2 separate regions of the Anser cygnoides genome follow, and region 1 is linked to region 2. Evidence: chromatin contacts called from public Hi-C data. All regions are on one chromosome and are shown on one strand. Each heading gives the region's core, a stretch centred on a gene start, on an enhancer-like site or on the middle of the called end of the contact. The rest is flanking DNA. Distances are from core to core; before and after follow the strand shown. Region 1 holds the start of SLC25A25 (solute carrier family 25 member 25). Region 2 holds the start of SWI5 (SWI5 homologous recombination repair protein).

What was found. A called contact is a pair of places that touch in the nucleus more often than the background predicts.
Region 1: a contact with region 2 is called in a Hi-C map of liver, with 3 times the contacts expected there. The contact joins the promoter of SLC25A25 here to the promoter of SWI5 in region 2. A contact is called at or near these places in 2 of 7 Hi-C or Micro-C datasets (both in liver).

What each region holds. Positions count from the first base shown.
Region 1 is chr20:6,839,866-6,844,852 of Taihu_goose_T2T_genome, forward strand. SLC25A25 (solute carrier family 25 member 25) reads left to right here and starts at 2,674. Exons shown (of 11, transcript XM_066980823.1): 1 at 2,674-3,044. The coding sequence starts at 2,736. It overlaps NAIF1 (nuclear apoptosis inducing factor 1), which reads right to left and starts at 2,126. Exons shown (of 2, transcript XM_013182766.3): 1 at 1,360-2,126; 2 at 1-737. The coding sequence starts at 1,870. The coding sequence ends at 274.
Region 2 is chr20:6,639,331-6,644,341 of Taihu_goose_T2T_genome, forward strand. It overlaps SWI5 (SWI5 homologous recombination repair protein), which reads left to right and starts at 3,564. Exons shown (of 5, transcript XM_048053495.2): 1 at 3,564-3,826; 2 at 3,907-3,952; 3 at 4,188-4,309. The coding sequence starts at 3,564. GOLGA2 (golgin A2) reads right to left here and starts at 2,611. Exons shown (of 26, transcript XM_066980835.1): 1 at 2,464-2,611; 2 at 1,099-1,221. The coding sequence starts at 2,511.

The DNA.
Region 1 (4,987 bases), core at 1,424-3,923, 200 kb after region 2:
TTTTTTTTTTAAACAAATCTATTGTTCTGGGGAACTAAAGCAACCAATGTTACATTCCTGCTTTATTACACATCCGGCTACCCCTCTGCACGATGAGTCTGAAAAGGCAGCTTAGCATAAGATTAGCGGAGAAGAAAGAAAGCTGTCTGGGCTCGGCCAGCCTCCGAGGCGAGCCGTTTCACATTGACAAGAGCTGGCACCCCCTCGCTCCGGCCCCAGTGGCAGCGGAGGCAGTTTTTTTTTTCCAAGAAAGAAGTCCCATCATTGCTTCTTTCACTGGATAATGCCATCTTGCTGCCCAGGCTGGCTGGGGTCAGCAGTCACCGAAGGGCTGGGCGTATTGCTCTGCAAAAATCGACGGAAGTCCTTAATCATGGGGCGGAGGACCTGGATGAGGGCGCTGAGCGCGGCCTGCGTTCCTTCCATGGCTTGCGCCTGTCGCTCCTGCGCGCACGCCTGCACCTCCTGAGAGCGACGGATCATCTGCAGCAAGTCATTCTGCTGCTCCAGGTGCTGGGCAATCTCCTTCACGTGTAAGTTGGTCACCCGCTGCTCCTGCAGGAGCTTGGCTGAGTTCAGAGCGATTCGGCTTTTCAGCTCCTGGGGTTTCGCGGATACTTCGTGCTGGTGCGCCATCATCTCCAAGGGCGCCTCCGCAGTAACCGTCGTGGGGGCTTCTGTCGTGCAGTACTCCACGACCCCATCCTCCAGGCTGTGGTAGGTCGTCTCTGCAGGAACTGAGAACAAAGGACAGAAAGGGGTGAGGAGCAGCGGCAAAAGGAGCGGTTTTATCTACAGGACTATTCAATGAACGTAACTGAAATACTGCCTGTTCGGCGAGATAACATACAATAAACAGTGAATGCACAAAATGACCTATTTAAGTCTACTCCACCCTCATCTAAGCTTCCTTCTGGGGTGTACATGCTAAAGTCCAAAGGAATAGGGCACGCCATGTCTGTCTAGACAAAATCCTTCTTCAACCTCCAGTTCAGCAGGCTCTTTCCAAGCACCACTCACCAACTGACAGAAGGGTGAAGAAAAGGCCCAGAACGGCACTTAGGCACTTATCAGCCAGACAGCTCCTCTTTGGGGCAGACCAGGGAATCGGCCTTGGAGATCTCTCTCCCTTTGCTTTTGTTCTGAGAGAAGGGGACCACACAATTCCTGGCCTTGAGGCCGACCCCAGCTGTCGAGGCTGACTTTCAGCACACGAATATCTTGGAGCCGCTCTCCGACAGCGCAAGGACACGTTGGGAACGGTCGTTTTGTTACAGAGGCTCCTTTCGGCCGGGGGGCTCCCCACGCAGGGCCCCCCACGAGACCTCCAACCACACCTCCGGCGGGCGCAGCACTCACTCTGCGTCAGCGTGACGGTGGCGGCCGCGGCGGTGATGGGGATCTCGCTCCCGTCACCCGTGCCGCACTCCCCGCCGGGCAGGCTGATGATGGTGGCCTCTCCCAGCAGGTTGCAGATGCGCTGCTGCATGGGCGTGAGGATGACGGGCGCGGCCGCCGCTCCCGCCGCGTCCTCGCCCTCCGCGCCGCCGCCGCCGCCGCCGTTGCCCTGGCTCTCGCCTCCGCCCTCCATGGCGGCCCGCACCTGGGCCACCTTGCGGCGCACCTCGGTCTTGAGGTCCGACCACTTCTTCTTGACCTCGGGCAGCTCGCGGCGGCAGGTGGCCACGGCGTTGACGCGGCGCAGGATGTCGTGCCAGGCGGCGGCCTTGGCGGCCAGCGGCACGCCGGCGTTGAAGTGGTTGACCAGCAGGTGCTTGCCGCGCTCCAGCTCCTCCACGATGATCTCCACCTCGCGCTCCGAGAAGTTCATCTTGCGCTTCTTGGCCGGGGGGGCCGGCGGCGACGCCATGGCCCTCGGGGGAGCTCCGGGGGGGGGCGCCTCAGGGGGTCCCCGAGGGGTCGGGGCCCCCCCGGCCCGCCGGGCCCCGGGGCGGGGAGGACGGGGGGGGCCCGGGGCCCCTCAGGGCCCGGTGGCGGCCGCGTGCCCCCCTCCCCCAACCCCGGCCCTTAGCAACCGCCAACGGTACGCAATTTGCGTACCGCGAGCACCCGGCGGGCCCCGCTCAACGGCCTCCGCCCCGCGACGCTGGCGTAATGGCTTCCAGAATCAGCCCCCCCGTCCCGCCTCGCGTGGTTGGGCCGCGCGGCTGCTCGTCACCGCGAGGGTTCGGCCCCCCCGCGGGTGAAGGCGGCTGCTATTGGTCGCCGAGGCTGTCCATCGAGGGGAGGTGAGGGGAGGCCCCGCCTCGCCGCTTGTCTCACGCCACTGGGCCTGCGTGAGGCCGCTGAGGGGCTGGGCCCGCCCCTAAATTTCCCCGCTCTAATCCCATTGGGTCCTCCCCTGCCCATCAACGCAGAGCGCCCACCCCCCTCTGGAAGCTGCTGGGTGCGCTCCACGTCCGTCAAGATCAAAGAGAGGCCTGGCTCGCGATCTGATTGGAACAACTGCGGCTTTTCCCCGCCTCCTCCCCGGCGTTTAACCAATAAGAGCTTGCTCAGCCCTCCCGTACCGGCTCGCGCGCGGCGCCCTGCTCCGATTGGCCGCGAGCTGGACGGCAGCGCGTGCCGGCTGACGTCAGCGCGGGGGACCTCCGCCATTGGGCGGCGGAGGGGCGTCACGTGGGGGCGGCGGCGCGTGGCGCGAAGGCGGAAGCGCCCGGCGGCTGGTGGCGGCGGAAGTGCCGCCATTTGGCGGCGGGGCGGGCGGCGGGAGGATGCCGGGGGCGCGGCGCTCGCTGGCGTCCCCCGTGGTGAGCGGCGTGCTCTGCCCCTGCGGCTCCCCGCGGGCCGCCGCCGCTGCTCCCGGGCCCGGTTCCGTGACCGACGGTGGCGGCGGCGGCTCCGGTCCCGGTTCCGGTGCCGGTCCCTGCGGGCGGGCGCTGTGCGAGGCCTCGGAGCAGGAGCGGCGGCTCCGCGCCCTGTTCCAGAAGCTGGACGTGAACCGCGACGGCGCGCTCTGCATCCACGACCTGGCCGTGGGCCTGGGCCGCCTCGGGCTGCACCGCACCGAGCTCGACCTGCTGGTGAGCGGGGCGGCGGGGGAACGGGGGGCGCTGGGGAGTACCGGGAAGAACGGGGGGGGGCGGGGGCCGGGCCCGCAGCTGCCTGCACCCCCCCGCGCCTGGCAGTGCCCGGTTTCTGCTCGCCAAACCCGTGTGAGCCCGCCGCAGGAGCCGAGCTGCTTCCCGGTGCTGCTAACCGCACGTGTGGGGCCCAGGGCTCGCTGCTGGCGGGGGGGCGCTGCCAGCCCAGCTCCCGAGGCTCTGAGCGGGGAAGCTCCCCAGCCCTGCCGAGGCGGGTTTGGGAGGGGTGGGTGCAGCCAGGTCGCTGCGAAGTATCTCCCTCCCTTCCCTCCCAGCAGCCTGCCTGGCACCCCGAAGGCTCGCTGCCTGGCTTTTTTGCCCAAAACATCTTACACGCGCCCATTTCACGTGTCTAATTATCTTAAGAGGTGCAGGATCTAGACAGGAAGGCTGCTGGGTTTGTGCAGTTCGCCCGTGAAGCATGCAAAACGCACAGCGCGCCGACTGTGTGCCGAGTGCCGGGAGCTGTGACCTGCTGCGGTCATGCTGCTCCGTGTGGTGCTGTGCACGGGAGTCCCGGCTCCAAGCTCCAGCGTTAGTAACGCTGCCCCGTTTCATTGCAGTCAGTGCGATTTCGGTCCCTGTGAATCAGAGGAACGAGCTCGTCAGTGCACACGCGGCTTGTCCTTGCATCGTGTCCTGTATCGCGCGTGTAGGACTGTAAAACTGCTGCGTGTCCCGGGGTGACTCCAGGTAGATAAAGGGCTGCAGCCGAGCTGTGATCTCCAGGGCAATCAGTCCTGCAGGAGGGCTGCGGGGAGCTTCTGAGTCACTGAGAAGAAAACTCAAGTGACGGTTCCTGCTCCCTCCCTGCCTTGGGAGTGGCGACCCCGTTGGTTGCTCTGACTGTCTGCACCCACCCTTCCCAAACTTGCCGGCTCCCTTCTAACTCTGAATCCCCAACCTTTTAATGGTTAACGTTGCTTTTTGGTTGCCACCCTCCTCGCTGCTGCAGAGCGCGATAACTCTTGGGCGATGCGAGGATCCTGTGAGTGATTTACTTGTGCTGCTTCTAAAAATAACGTCAGTGCCATGGCGAGTTGCTGCGGCGTGCGCTTCGGTGCTGAAACCTGATTACACCCCATAAATCACCTGTGCATGCCCTGTGAGGTGCTGACCTGCTGCCCCCTGTGGGGCTGAATCCCTGAGCTCTGGCAGGAGGCTCTCATCCCCAGAATGTTCTGTGCCTGTGTGCCGGTCTCGGTTTGCATTCCCTTCTCCTTCCGGGCATGTTACTCAGTCCAGCCTGACATTTTCCAGGCTGGGAGGATGCGCTACGAACCAAAATGCTCTTTTACTTTCTGGCAGAGAGTTTCTTTGCTTGCCGCGCTGCAGGAACGGCAGAGAGGAAATGTTCTGCGGGGACTGGGAGCGCTGCCTGGATGCCGGTGCTGCTGCTGAAGCCCTCACCTGTCGGGACTGCTCCTCGGCCCTTTGCTTCCTCTGCTTCCTCTCCTGCTCTGAAGGAAGTGGCTGGGTAGAGAAACAGAGCTCGTGGTAGTATTGCAGAGCACCCCCTGCAGCAGCTTAAAAGTTAGCTCCTGCTAGGGCAGGAACGCAGGGTTCAAACCTCTCTGTTCCAGTTAGACACATGAGAGCAGGCCTTGGAGAGCCGGCTGGAAAACTTCCACCCTGTGTTTTTTTTAGGAAAAGCTGCATAAACTTCCTGTTTCCCAGGGAGTTCTATTAATAAGTCATTCCTTTTCCTTCCCCAGCCGGAGCTAAGGATGACACTTTGACATGTGGGGTAACTAATGCCACGCCGCGGTCAGGAGAGGTGTGTAAGGGTCGAGATGAAAACCTCTGGCCGAGCGGACGTGGTGTTTGGAGACCGATCTGAGCACAAATCACACGGGCTCCTTGTGATCAGTAAATCACTTAGT
Region 2 (5,011 bases), core at 2,314-4,813:
TTCTTCTTCAGTAGCTACGGAAGACGCTAAAGCCTGTAAATGCCTGACTTGAAATACCTGACTTCCTGCCTAAACATATTTAAAGCCGTGGTACTTGCCAGACTGTACATCACCTGTGCAAGTTTCATCACCTGTCATAAAATGGGTTGGCTGGAATAACTACATAGCTTGTTCAGGGCAGCTGCTTGACGAGACACGAGCAGAAACATGCCCTTCAGAAGCACGGCACTAGAGTAAATAAAGCAATGACACACAGAACAGCAGAAATGCAGACTAAAAAGACACTACCTCTTCTTAGCGCGGTGTTCCTCAGCAGTTAATTTATTGCTTCACCCCAGATTCCTTTTTCCTTACAGCTCAACTGTCTCAAGGACAAGCATTTGACAAGGTTCACTTTTGCACGTGTTAGGTTTGACAGAAACCAGGAGGAAACAAGCACTTACGAGCAATGGAAATGCGTGTTAACAAACAGCTCCATGTTAATACAAACAGCAACAAAACTCAAGCAACTGACAGCAAATATGCCAGAACAAGGCTCCATCCAAAAATCAAGGTCAGTTTAAACAGAACCCGAAGCATGCAGTGGGGATAGCAAGTCACTGAGAGGGACGCGAGCACTGCCTCACCTTCCTCTTGTCCAATGAGGGTATGGCTACCCCATTGGAGCGGTTAAGGTCTGACACCAGCACCTTCAGAATGTTCTGAATCTAAAGGAGGCGAAAGAAAAGTGGAAAGAGAAACGGCTCAGAAAAGGACAGGGAGAAAAATGTCAATCAAAGGCAGCCAAAGAAACTGGCATCCTCCAGCTCCGTAGGAGCCTCAAAGCACACCTCAAAGCAGCACCTCTGGACATACCCAGGGTTGCGCTACAGCATTCTATGATCAAACACCGCCTCGCCACGTAGCCTGGCTGTAGCATGCACCTCTCAGGAGTTTTAGCTGCTAACCACTGTAGCACACTTCATACGCTGCTAACACAGGCACACGAGCCATTAATATGACACTGGCACAACCCTCTTTCAGCTGTGGTTATGCTGTTTGGGAAGCCAAAGAACAAGGCGGAGGCAAATTATTTGGGAGAAGGAATGAGACGCTCACGTTCTCTGGAGACTGTCTGTCATCATTTGTGGGAGTCTCGGGTCTACTTCCTTCTTTAGTTTTTCGTTTTTTCTTGGCTCCCGCAGTTGCTCCAGGGCTATTCTTCTGCTGATATTCCTTCAGCTGCGAAAAAAAAAAAAATTTGAAGTCCAAACAGAATATGTCTTTTATGAGTATAATGTCGACAACAAAAAAATGGGTAAAAATAAAGTGTAAGGACAAGAGAAACTGTCTTGAAAGAGTTCACCCTCTGAAAAAAAATACCAAAATAATTCAGAGATGCATAAAAGTGAGAACTAGCATAATGAGTTTATGACAAGAGACTCAGGGTTGTAAATATACAACTTTTGTAAATAACTAATGAAGTTCCTGGGAAACAAAGAATTTGATACCCTTTGCTGTAATTGGAAGGAGATGAAAAAATATTTTTAAGTCTATAACTAGCACCAAGGAGAAAAAAAAATAAACAGCAGTCAATCCTAAATGCCAAGTGGAAAAGCAGTCTGAGAGGAAGGGCTTCCATTCTGGGAAAGAAAAATTACAATCTTCATAGATAACGCAGTAATACAGACACTGGCCTAAGTGTGAACTAGGGGGATAAGCAATCTCTAATTGATTTTAAAATAATATCCATTTCACCTCGGCCAGGCTGATAAGCTCGAAGCTGAACCCTGCCAAGTGTTGTGGTGTTCTGGTGGCGCACCGAGCCCCCAGCCCGAGCAGTGCCAGGCGGGCACTGCCTGCAGCAGCCCCCTGCCAGGCAGCCCAAATCCCTCCGTTTCGTCCAGACACTGCAGCTGGCAGCTGCTGCCACCCCCCCGGCCAGGCGGCCAGGGCCGTGTTTCAAAGCCAAGGTGGCAAAAATAAAATAAGAGGGATCCCATTTATTCGGAGGATTTCAAAATGGAAGCCTGAGCCGCTCCAGGACACTTTCCCAGCCGCTTGACTTTGACACAGGCACGCAAAGCCGCCGGGACGGACGGGGCTGGGCTGCCCCGCGGGGACGGAGAAAAAAAATAAAAGAAAAAAAAATGAAAAAAAGGGAAAGAAAGGAGAAAGGAAGGGACAAACAAACACAGAACCCGGGCGGGCGGGCGGGCAGCACCGGCCCAGGCCCGGCCTCCCCGGGGCCGCCTCCCCCGGGCTGGGGAAGGCCCGGCCGCAGCGCCCGGCACCCGGGGACACCCGGCGACACCCGGGGGGCTCCCACCGGGGCCCGGCGGAGCGGAGCGGAGCGGCCCCCCCGGTGCCCCTCGCCCCTCACCGCAGGAGGCCGGGCCCGGCGGCTCCGCTCCTCACGGGGCGCCGGGGCCCGAGCAGCCCGGCGACTCCGCTCCGCTGCCGTCCCGTCCCCCCTTCCCTCACCTTCTTCTTGGCCGCCGCCAGCTTGCTCTGCCTGCTGCCGTCCGCCATGTCCGCCCCGCGCCCGGGCCACGTCAGCCGCCGAGGGGAGCGGCGGAGGCGGCCGCCAGGCTCCGCCCTGGCCCGGCCCGAGCACAGCGCCCGCCCCGCCGGGTCCCTCCCGGCCCCGGTCCCCTCCCGGTCCCCTCCCGGCCCCGGTTTGTCGCCCCCCAGCCGTCCTTCCTGCCCCTAATGGAGCCGAGCTCGGGTGGGGAGCGGGCTGCCCGGAGCCTGCGGGCTGGGCACGCTGCCCCCGGCCTCTGGCGGGCACCTGCGGCCGCCCCCCGTGGCTCCCCAGCTCCCGTGGGTCGCTTCGCTGCCCGGGTGCTGTCGTGGAAGCCGCGGCTCGCCCGGGCTGTGTTTCACTGCCGTGCGGTTGTGGTCTCGCACCCTCGGGCCTTCCGAGTGGGGCAAGAGCAGAGCGTGGCTCTGAGAAGGGTCCGGCTCCTGCTGCGCCTGGCAGTGCACAGGGGGCAGCCAGCGTTCACCTGTGGGCCAGGAGAGCTGTGGGAAGAGGGCTGTGTGCTCGCTGAGGACGGGACAGCAGCTTTATTCCCTCCTGCACCCTCCTAGTGGCATGCGCCTGATGGCAGCTGGGATGGCCAGGCATGGCTTGGGGTGCCAAGCCTGTCGGTTCCAGGCACAGCTCAGGGGCTCAAGTGCATCAGTTCCAGCCCCGTTCCTCGCTTCGGCTCTGCCCCAGCCGGTGGCTGCTTGGGGTCCCCAGGGGAGCACCCGGGGGGCTCTGAGGGACACTGCGGTGTCCAGTTGGCGATCATGGTGGCGGGGTGCTGGCTGCTCCTTCCTTCATAAGGGCAGCAGCGCAGGGCCCCCAGAGCTCCTGTTGAGAGCCCCTGGGCAGCCACAGCGCCAGGGTGGAGGTGGCTGAGGGGCTCTGAGGCGTTTCTGAAAGCGCTGGGTGCCAGCGTTAATTGGGATAATTACGCTGTGCCTCACCTAAACGCCACCTCTAGTCACACGCAGATACCTTTACCGTGCCCCACCTAAACGCCACCTCTAGTTACACACGGATACATTACTGTGCCACTTAAACACCGCCTCTAACTACACACAGATACATTCATTCTCGAGCCAGGGCCGCGGCCGGGCCCTCTCAGCCCTCGCGGCGCCGAGAACTACCCGCCCCAGCGTGCCCCGCGCCGGGGGCCGCCTACAACTCCCAGCACGCCCCGCGCCGCACGGACTACAGCTCCCAGCGCGCCCCGCGGCTCCGGTGGTGCCGCCGCCGGTACGGGCGGGCAGCGGCCGCCCTGGCGGAGGGGGTACCGGAGAGCTCGGGGCGCAGCGCGCCGCCGCCGCCCCGGAGGTAGGAGCCGGGTCTCGCTGCCCCCTTCTCCCCCTCCCTCCTTCCCCACCCGGCCTTGACAGCCGCCATTTGCTTTGCAGGCCCCCCGGAGGACCCCGGCGGAGCGGCGGCGGCTTCAAGTCCCCGGTGAGTCCCCGGGGCCGGGCCGCGGCCTTCGGCTGGGCGCTGCCAGCCCCGCCCGGGGCAGGCCGGCACCTCACAAACCCCCAGGGGTCCTGGACACGGGCGCCCTGCCGCTGTTGCCGGGGGCACACGGTGGGTGTTGAGCCCAGGCCCCTCGGGAGCAGCACGGGGTGCTGTAACGTGTCTGTGTGTCTGTCTGTGTGTGTCTGTCTGTCTGTGTCCGTGTGTGTGCCCCCAGGTCCCGGCCCCAGCCTCCTGCCGCCCTCCCGGGGCCACCGGAGAAGCCCTGCGCCGTGAGATCGAGGAGCTGCGACAGAAGGAGCTCGCTCTGGACCAGGAAATCGCACAGCTCTTGTCCGAGTGCGTCCTTGGCAGTGCGGTGTCGCCGTTGTTTTGGGTTTGAAGCATGGTGTGGTCCGGTAATTAGAGGCAAAGGGGGTCTGTGGTGGTGCCGTTCTTGTCCCGGTGCTGCTCGGTGTTGGTTACAGCATTGGTTTGAATTGCAGGCCTGTTAAAGACAAAAGGGGATTCTCTACTGTTCGCTTGGTAAAGGAAAATGAATTCTTCTTAGAGCTTGGTTAAGGAAATTTAGCTTTGCCTCAGATATTGTTGAGGGAATTATGTGTGAATTGGAACAGAATAATTTTAATGGTCATGGTACCACAGAATCTCATGCCACCAGAAGTGCTTGTTCACGTGGGACTTAAAACTGAGATCATGCCTTGTATGGCCTGCCACATCTGGTCCTGGATGAGTTTCCTTTGTTTTTCCATCTCGGAGCAATGTTCTTCTGTTTTATGTATAAAGTGACTGGGTTAAAGCTTAGTACTCAAGAAACAGAGGCTCCAGGCAAGCAAATAGCTTGTTTATTTTTTTAACTTATTCTGAAGAATAAACATTTTTTTCCCTGCTGACAAATTAGAGACCCCTGTAAACTGGGTTCACCACAGCTTACTCCTGTTTCTACTTGATTCTGAGAATTAGGTTGGATTTGTTTGTTTTGTTTTGTTTGAGAAGTTTTGATACAGAAACACCCTTAAAATGAGGATCTGCACACTTGTA